Regions from separate parts of the Arachis hypogaea genome. Here regions 1 and 3 are each linked to region 2. The links are chromatin contacts, called in public Hi-C maps. All regions are on one chromosome and are shown on one strand. The core of a region is the stretch at or near the end of the contact, and the rest is flanking DNA. Distances in the headings are between cores, read along the strand shown.

Region 1 (3,365 bases), core at 523-3,022, 56 kb before region 2:
TAAGTTTTCCCTCCTTTTTCTTTCCAACATTGGAGAGAAAAAAATTAGTGGGTCCACCAGTTTTTTTCCACCCTTTTTCTTTTCTTTCCAATTTATCTTCATAACCAAACAATGAAAAATGATCATTTTCCTTTCTATTTTCTTTCCTCCCTTTTCTTTCCTTCTATTTTCTCTTCAAACAAACATATTAGTGTAACAAATCAGAACTAATTCAACATTCTGTTTGTTGACTCAAAAAAAGTCCAAAAACCAATATAGTTCTTGGATCTGAATTTCAGGGATCAGTAGAGTGAATTTTGAATTCAAAAGATTAAAATAATGAAAGTCGTAAATCTCAAAGACCATTATAAAAATTTAGTCGTTGATATTTATGAGTGCCTCATGTCCTTTTTAAATTATTTTTATGTACTGAAATTACTTTGTCTTTTTTATATTTTATTCTTATAAACTTTTGTATTAAGATAAATATACATTCAAGTCATACTTACAAACCATTAATTATTCATGATAAATCCTCGTGTAAAGACTCTCTTAGACTAGGAACAATATATGATTTTTGATGGGTGGGTATATATATATATATATATATATATATATATATATATATAGACTCCTAAAACTAAAGTAGCATTAGAATTTTTAAGAAGAGCATATGTAATGTTGGAAAATTTCAGCTATTTTATGCATTCATACGAGCTCCAAACACCCTTCTTGAACATCAAAGCGAGATAACATTCACTTCTCAAAGCACCAAGGCTAAATACATTTTCCACTTTTTGCTAGTCATTTTCTGAATTTGCATTTGTACAATACCAAATCATCATCATCCGTCATCTCTCTTTAAACTGCAATAAATATGTTTCTTGAATAAGTTTTGCAGAGAATTACCTTAAATCCACGCTTTCAAACTAAGACAATGTCTTTTCAAATAATAAAATTTTATACTTTTGTGATATTTTACATTGGAAGAGTATCCAAACAACCTTTCACCTAATCTATATCATGACTTCTAATCACACATCCAAATTCCGCTACTTGTGCTTTCTCAAAATTGCTGGCATCACAATTTACCTTCCCCAGCCTCGCAGAAGAGGTTTCTACCTAGCCTTGTTGATCTGAATGAGCTGGCACAACAGAATGCGTGAATGCTCTAATTCATGCTTTCATTCTTGAACGAAAGCCACGATGCGATCACCCGTAATCCGAATTGAAGATTTTCTGGTTGCAATGCCTATAAATTCACCAAATACCTATAATGATAATTTTAGAACCAAAATTACATATTAGTAGCTTTGTTGAATGTGAATTTAATGAAATTTTGAATTATATTATTATTAAAATACTAATTTTAGGTATTTAGAAGTTTATATTGATAATTTAAATAATTTTGTTATTTATTTATTTGAACTGATTCGACTACATTTGAAGCATAATCAAATTATTGAATCTCTGAAATATAATTAATAAATAATTTTTTTTTTACATAAAATATTAAAATATAAAATTATTTTTATTTTATTATAAATTTTTTTAAAAAATAATAACTCAAATTTTAAAAAAAAAATTACCAAAATAAATCTTTAGTCTATAATTCAGTAATATATATTAGTCTATATTTTTAAATAATAATAATTAATATGACTAAAAATAATAAATTATAATAATTCTCTTACATTTTTGTTGCAAAATTTAGGGAGTAAATAAACTTCATATGTCGCGTTTCGCGTGCACTAAATTGATGCGATATATAATATACTCGATCAGTTGCTAACTGTAAAATACTAAAATCTGGTTAATTTTCCCGCTGTTTCGTTTAAAACACTAAAACCAGATATTGTTTGCGCGCCCTCACATAGCCGATGCCGCTATCCGCCGCCACAGCCGGCGGCTCAGTGCCGCCCGCGCTAGAAGAGAATCCATCACCACAAGACGGCGACGGTTACGGCGTTATCGACATCCCCGGCGTTGTTTCACTTGACGAGGAGGGATTCCCGTCACAGATCCCTTACGAAGACTCTCCACCAAACACCGCCGGCGAGCGATCGGCGACATCGGCAGGAAAGAGCAGCTTCGCCGCCGATTTCTATAGCTGCGGTGCCGATTGGTCCTCGCTGTTGTCGCCGGAGGATCGCAGACACAGCGGCGGTTTCGGTTCGGTTCATTCGGCGAAGAAGTTGAAGCAGGCAAATTTGTTTCAGGTTTGGGGATTCAAACGAAACGGCGCCGCCGAATCTGATTCGGCTTCGTCTATTGAATCTTGCAAACCTAACCAATGTGATTCTTTTACCGGTGGAGGCGAAAGCGTTGGTTCTTCTGAGAGAAAGATCGTGAAACCTGAGAATTTGGGTTCGATTTTGCGCGATACGGGGAAAGAGTTCGAGAAATCAAAATCTTCTCATAAGAGAAAGGAAAGCCGTGAAGAAGTTAGAGTGACGCGTACCTGTCCTTTTTATAAGAAAATTCCAGGTTCATGCCAAAGTTCTTCACCCTGTTTATTTTTTTTCCGTTCGTTTTTTGGTTTTTGTTATTGAATTCAACAACTTATAGCTTCTTCAACTGGCCTTTATTTGTTTGATTACCGAAGCATTTTTTTTAATTGAATGCATAAAGCTTCATGTGTGGTAGGTTATTGTGTGTTCTTTGCCTAATCTGTTCTTTGGTTATAATAGGATGATAATATGTCTTAAGAACTGTGATGTGGTTACTTTCAATGTTGGTGATGAAACTAATTTAGTTTGGCAACTGTTACAATATTGAATTTGTTTTCGTTTTTTCTATGAGAAACTAACATTGTAGCAGTGGCTATGGATGTTCTAAATGTAGATTTTTTTTATCAATGCAGGGACAAGCTTCACTGTTGATGCATTCCGTTATGGGTGTATTGAAGGGTGCTCTGCATACTTTCTTAGTCACTTCCATTCCGATCATTATGGCGGCCTTAGCAAGAAATGGTCACATGGCCCCATTTATTGCTCTCCTCTTACAGGAAGGCTTGTTCAAATGTGTCTCTCGGTAAATCCCTTGTAAGAACTTGGAAACCTTCATAATTTTTCGCGTGAACTCTATTTGATATTTATAGGTTGCTCACTTATATAAACAGGGGAAAAAAATTTAAAGGAGCATCTGATAGAGGTTTTAAATCTTCTTTTCTATTGAGTGATTCAATTTCATAAAAATTTGTTGTCATAGGTACATCCACCCTTTGGAATTTAATGTTGAATATGTGGTTTGTGGTGTCAAAGTAACTTTGTTGGAAGCTAATCATTGCCCTGGTGCAGCGTTGATTCACTTTGGCCTCTCAAATGGGCAATGTTATTTGCATACCGGAGACTTTAGAGCTTGTAAACAAATGCAAGCTTACCATA
Region 2 (3,098 bases), core at 557-3,056:
ATCGAAGACAATCTCCACGTTGTCCTTCCAAACTTTAAAGTTTGAACCATTCAACATAGGAATACTGCTAATTTGTGCAGAAACATTGGTAACTAAAGCCATAGTTTCTGGATTATAACAAAAAGTATGCAGTAAATATTAGTTAAATAATGGAAAAAAATCCAGATTGAGATATCTAGAACAACATTAACTTTCAATCTTTGGATAGAAAATTAACTGTAAGTGATACTCTCATTGCAGTAATCAAATATTGTCAAAATTTCTGTCACATATTAAGCTTTTCTTTGGACCGACTTAATGCGCACATGAAAACTTAAACTTTGCAACCTATTTATTACCGCATATATTTTCTATTAATTGGTCATTGACCGCATAATTAATAAAAAATAAACAAAAGTGTGCAATACTTATTATTTGGCCAAACAATAAACTTTCTTTGGGCCGATTATTGTCCGCATAAATAATAGGTATTACTCTATTCTTTATTTGTTACCCAAACATGTATTTACCATCAATATGTGTATGTAATTCGGCCAAATACAGACCTGGGCTGACCAATATTCGCATGAATTACATATAAATTTTCACAAAAGAGGCTAATTTGGCAGCATAATGTTCAATCAATTTATTCCAAAACCAAATCTTTATAAAATAGGTGGGTCTAATAATCTAAATTATTACTAATTTCCTTATATAATAATAAAAAAATACTTAAATTCTAAGAGAAATTAAATTTTAATGGTGTTGTTTCAGTCCTTAAAAAAATACATAGACTGTTCAACAAATTCATATGACAAAATTTTTTTGATCTATTACGATTAGAATCAATCATTATGATTCAATTTATGCAAAACAAAAAAATAATGAATTTGTCAAAAGAATAAATCTATATAAAATGGTATAAAAAAATAAACAAACGAAGAACCTCCTTTCATTTTTTATTAAAAAAAATTGGATTCACGGATTAAATCATAGTACATACAAAAAAGCTTTATGATAAATATGCTAATTCTATGAATGTACAGTATTCATAATCAAGAAATTAATTAAATTCTTTTTAATTTTACGAATTAACAGCTCCAATATTTGAGATCACAGACAAAAAATGGTATGCACATATATAAAAGAATGCAACATTTTTTTTAATATAGCTTTTGTATTCTTTATGTGCTCTTCATGTACTATTTGTGTACTCTTTATGCACATTTTATATACACTTTTAATTTTATTAACATGTGCTACGCAATCCAAAAGCAACACATATTTGAATCTAATTTCACAATCTCAATTTAAGATTCAAGTTAAAATAAGATAAATTTATAATTTTTTAATGATTTAATCATAGACGGTTCTGATACCACTTGTTAGAATTTTCTCAGAATTCCTTAATCCAAAGTCATTTATGTTAAATCATTACGAAAAAAATCCTGGAGAAAGCGTACTTGAATTTATAAACATGAATCATCATCGAAAGAAGTTGGATCTTGTGGTTCTTTCGATCTTTCTTAACCAAAAGATAATATCTGATTTTATTCTCATTTAATTCCAAATTAAAAGTAATAATGATTTATTCAATTTAGTATTTACAATAATAAATGAAATCACTATTATATAAATCATTTAATTTAAAATAATATAATTTATGATTATAATTAATATATGTATTGTCTACAAACAAATTAAAAAATTAAAATAATTTTCTAACAGCCGAAACATTCTCCTCCAATCAGTTCCCCATATCTCGGTCTATCCTCCCTCTTGTTATGAAACCATTCCTCCGGTTGCTGTACCAAAAGAATCTTCCCCCTTTAGCTTCAAATCCATGAGGGCATAAGCATCTACCAGCTTTCTAAATTCATTCTCACTTTGCTTTTGTCATGTCATTTGGGCCTATTGGGCCTATTGGGCCAATTTGCTTCACAGCAGATTATATCTTCTTAGATTAGATGCAACAACCCAACAAGCAATTAAAGTCCACGAGAAACTAAATGCTTAATGACCAAGAAAATTAAATTCTTTTTATAAAAATATAATCATATGAAAAAAATAACCTCACATTGTCATTTCAATTAGATATTATATTTATATTACCATTCTAGTTCAGAGAGTTAACGATAATAGTAATGTTTCAATACATGATTAGATTAGATGATATACAACACACAGACAAAGTTTTACAAGGTTAGTCCATTCAATCATTTAAATCCTTTGTTATATACATATTTTCTCAATTATATTTCTCCAATTAAATTAAATATACTTTCGTAAAAAATTAGTTTTTTCATGAACCGAAATTTTGTTTAGAAACTAAATAAGGTCAAAATGCGATTGTCATGTGAAGAATCGAATTTATTAGTATCTTTATCTTAAGCATGAATATATATATATTTCTAAAATATCAGAATTAGTAAATGTGACTCGACAAACGCTATATATTATATAGTCTATAATAATTTTGATATTTTAAGGAGAAATTTTTTACCTACAAACGTTTTTTTATACAAGTCTTTACAAGTCATTTATATTAACGCGCTTCGAATCGTTACTGCATGTTTTTCACTGCACCTTCTTCTTCTTCTTCTTCTTGCCGTACGTTCTTCTTCCTCTTCCTCTTCTTCTTCTTTTCTTTCGTTTCTCGCCTTCTCTTCTCCTTCTTCATTTATGTGCTTTTCTCTCTATTTTATTTCTTCGTTATTTTCGATTTTCATTGTTTTTTGACATCAAGTTCTGAAATCGTTTTTAAAGAAGAAGAAACAGCAGAAGATAAAGAAGAGAAAGAGAAAGAATTCTGAATTATTCATAAGATGTACTTCAACGAATTTTGGGTGTATTTCTTAAATCCTTTGGGTGTATTTCTGTAATCTTTTGAGTGTATTTCTTTAATCATTTGGGTGAATTTCTGTAATCCTTTGGGTGTATTTTTGTAATCGTTTAGGTGTATTTCTGAAGTTCCATTATCTTCAAAACGATTTCAAAACTTGATTTCAGAAACTATGAAAATCGAAAAAAAAAAACAAAGAAAGAATACCAGTGATAAACGCAGGTAAAACAACGAATGAAAAGGCGAAGAGAGAACGCACGAAGGAGATCGAACAAAT
Region 3 (3,056 bases), core at 11-2,510, 50 kb after region 2:
TTTTAAACTAAAGATAGAAAAATTTGAATTCGCGATCTGTTAAGTGAGGATAAAAAGAATATATCATTTAAATTATAACTTATTTATTATTATTATTATTATTATTATTATTATTATTATTATTATTATTATTATTATTATTATTATTATCATTTTCGGTTAAGTTGCTTATAGTGTAATTAGATATCTCTAGTAAGTAATAAGCCACACTTTAGTTAGAAGGGTTTAATTAATCAATGGAGAGGAAAATAATTATGACTTATGAGAAACGAAAAAGAGTAAGATATGAATTAAAGAATTTAATTTAATTGTATTGATAATGTAAATTAATTTACACACTCATTTAATTGCATTAGTTTTTTTAACGAGAAATTCTCCGCATACAAGCGTTTTTTTATACAAGTCTTTATAAGTGCACATTCTTCTTTTTTTTCTTGCGCACGTTCTTCTTTCTCTTCTTCTTCTTATTTTCTTTCGTTTCTTGCCTTCTCTTTCTCCTTCTTCAACCATTACTGTACGTTTTCACTGCACCTTCTTCTTTTTCTTCTTGCTGCACGTTCTTCTTCCTCTTTCTGCTCTTCTTCTTCTTCTTTTCTTTCGTTTCTTGCCTTCTCTTTCTCCTTCTTTAACCGTTACTGCACGTTTTCACTGCACCTTCTTCTTCTTTTTCTTCTTCTTCTTCTTTTCTTTCGTTTCTTGCATTTTCTTTCTCCTTCTTCATTTACGTGCTTTTCTCTCTGTTTTCTTTCTTAGTTATTCTCGATTTCCATTGTTTTTTGACATCAAATTCTGAAATCGTTTTTGAAGAAAAAGAAGCAGCAGAAGATAAGGAGGAGAAATACTGAATTATGCATAAGGTGTACTTAACGAATTTTGGGTGTATTTCTTAAATCCTTTAGGTGTAATTTTTGTAATTCTTTGGCAGTATTTCTGTAATTCTTTGGGTGTATTTCTATAATCGTTTGAGTGAATTTCTGTAACCGTTTGGATATATTTCTGTAATCGTTTGAGTGTATTTTTGTAATCGTTTGAGTGTATTTCTGAAGTTCCATTATCTTCAAATTTGGCAAGAAACTCATTTTCATGGAGGAAGAAGAAGAAAAGTAATTTATAATGCATGGTGAGTAGCGCATTTTGAAAACAGGAAGTGGTGCGTTTATTTACTCTTGAATGTGGGAGTATAATGCGTGTTTTTTATTGGGCTTGTACTAACTTGTAAGACTTGTAAGTCAAAAAGACATATATGTGGAACATGTCCCTTTTTTTCACTAACGAACATTTATTAAAAAGAAAAAATCTTTGCAAAATAGGATCTTATTATTTCTAATCTAAATTGAGTTTTTGACAGCTTAAATTTTTTTTAAATTAAATAATCTGTTCAGCCATAAACAAAAACATCATCATCATATATCATCTAAGTCATTAACGCGGAAACCTGTATTTAAAATTTAAATTAAACTCAAATTAAATTAAACTACATTATATAAAAATCGAACAGATTCACAAGTTAGTTATAACAAAAAATAAATAAATAAATAAAAAGGGAAAGATTCATTTTTTCTTTCCCAGAATTGAAAGGGAAAGAAATCCAATATGAAAATCAGAGGCAATCTTTCTTAGCTTGATCGTTGTGTCTGTTACAACCTCGTTCCCCTTTCCCGATTTCCTTCTTGATTTTCCCAAATCTCACAAACCGCCATTCTTAAACTCTCTCTATTTATACCCAATTTCTTCTCTTCTTCCTTCTTTTTCTTAAACCCAAACCCATTCATTCATTGCATATTTACCCATTCAACTGCAGGTATTTTCTTCTTCCTTTTTATTTTTTGTGTTTCTGTCTATTTCATAGCATTGGATTGTGTTGATTATCCGCCATTGTTTTGCAATGAATTAACCTTCATTTGGTTTTGATTAAAACAACGATCTAATTATTGTGTATATCTGAGAAGCCGACTCTTATTAATTGATTAGCTGAAAGGCTTTATCAGAAGATTCAATTTAATCCCCTTTTTATTCTACTGACTAATGATTAATAATTTATCATCGTAACTAAGCTTATGTCTTGTGGTAGCTTAATGTTCAAGCATAATTTAACTTTTTTTTTTTCTCTTCGGAAGTGAGATGAGTGATGAACTTAAATATTGTAATTTTTGGTATTTTTTTATACCACGGAAGGATTCGATTTGTGTACCTCAAATTTTCTTTTGAAAGACAGTCCAATTTCAGAAATCAAAAGGTTCGATTTTTGTAATCCAAAAATTGGATGGTCCGATTTTATAAATCGAACCATCTGATTTCTGCACTCCCAAAAATCGAACCCTCTTATTTATGTACTCCAAATTAAACGAAACTACATTTGAGAATAACACCCCAACAATCTATAATCCAATAAAATACCATTATCAACCCAATATAAAAAAAGTGTAATTTTATTCACCAAAGATTTATTTATTTATTTCAATTGAAGCTTTATGTGATTATCAATTTAGGTCTTTTTCCATATCATAGTGCTATCATATTTGAATCGTTGAACTGATTGGCCATTCAACTTTTTATGGTCTTACTACTACTCCAGAAGATTCTGATGATCTTTACCTTATACTTTTGCATTCCACTCTTTTTAGCTGACTAATAATTTCTTGGTTGTGCGGCACGTACAACTTTTGTTGTACTCATGCTCTAAGCCTATGATGACTAAAACTGTGAAAACATGTTTGATAGATGCATTTTCCTATTTGAGATTCTAATGACAGTAATTTCAATTATTTTTCAGGCTTTGTTGCTGTGGGTTGGTAATAAAAGTTTAGTTTGAAGCAGTGGTTGTGAGGTCAGAATATGATGAACGGAATTCAGTATTGGGGTGAAAGTTCCAGTTCGACGTCACTAAGCAGTCCGCAAGATGTTGAGGATGACCGGATGATAGCTCTCGTGTTGTCCGAAGAGTATGCCAAATTAGATGGTGAAGTTGGTAGACGTCTTTCCAGCTTGGCACCTGTTCCGGTAAGAGTTCTTGCTCTTCTATTGTTCCTTAAATAGTCTGACAAAAACTACTGAAT

The links. A called contact is a pair of places that touch in the nucleus more often than the background predicts.
Region 1: a contact with region 2 is called in a Hi-C map of an unstated tissue, with 2.3 times the contacts expected there. The contact joins the promoter of LOC112697056 here to the enhancer-like site in region 2. A contact is called at or near these places in 3 of 8 Hi-C or Micro-C datasets (leaf and an unstated tissue).
Region 3: a contact with region 2 is called in a Hi-C map of an unstated tissue, with 2.7 times the contacts expected there. The contact joins the promoter of LOC112697052 here to the enhancer-like site in region 2. A contact is called at or near these places in 3 of 8 Hi-C or Micro-C datasets (leaf and an unstated tissue).

Annotation. Positions count from the first base shown.
Region 1 is chr6:97,470,607-97,473,971 of arahy.Tifrunner.gnm2.J5K5, reverse strand. It overlaps LOC112697056 (DNA cross-link repair protein SNM1), which reads left to right and starts at 1,772. Exons shown (of 9, transcript XM_025750042.3): 1 at 1,772-2,466; 2 at 2,843-3,023; 3 at 3,190-3,365. The coding sequence starts at 1,860.
Region 2 is chr6:97,414,914-97,418,011 of arahy.Tifrunner.gnm2.J5K5, reverse strand. No RefSeq gene overlaps it. Among protein-coding and RNA genes, the nearest start is that of LOC112697053, 26 kb to the right of the region's middle. Within about 2 kb of position 1,806, at least 2 of the 3 cell types and tissues checked have open chromatin away from gene starts, as enhancers often do.
Region 3 is chr6:97,364,833-97,367,888 of arahy.Tifrunner.gnm2.J5K5, reverse strand. It overlaps LOC112697052 (OVARIAN TUMOR DOMAIN-containing deubiquitinating enzyme 12), which reads left to right and starts at 1,260. Exons shown (of 11, transcript XM_025750038.3): 1 at 1,260-1,801; 2 at 2,774-3,000. The coding sequence starts at 2,836.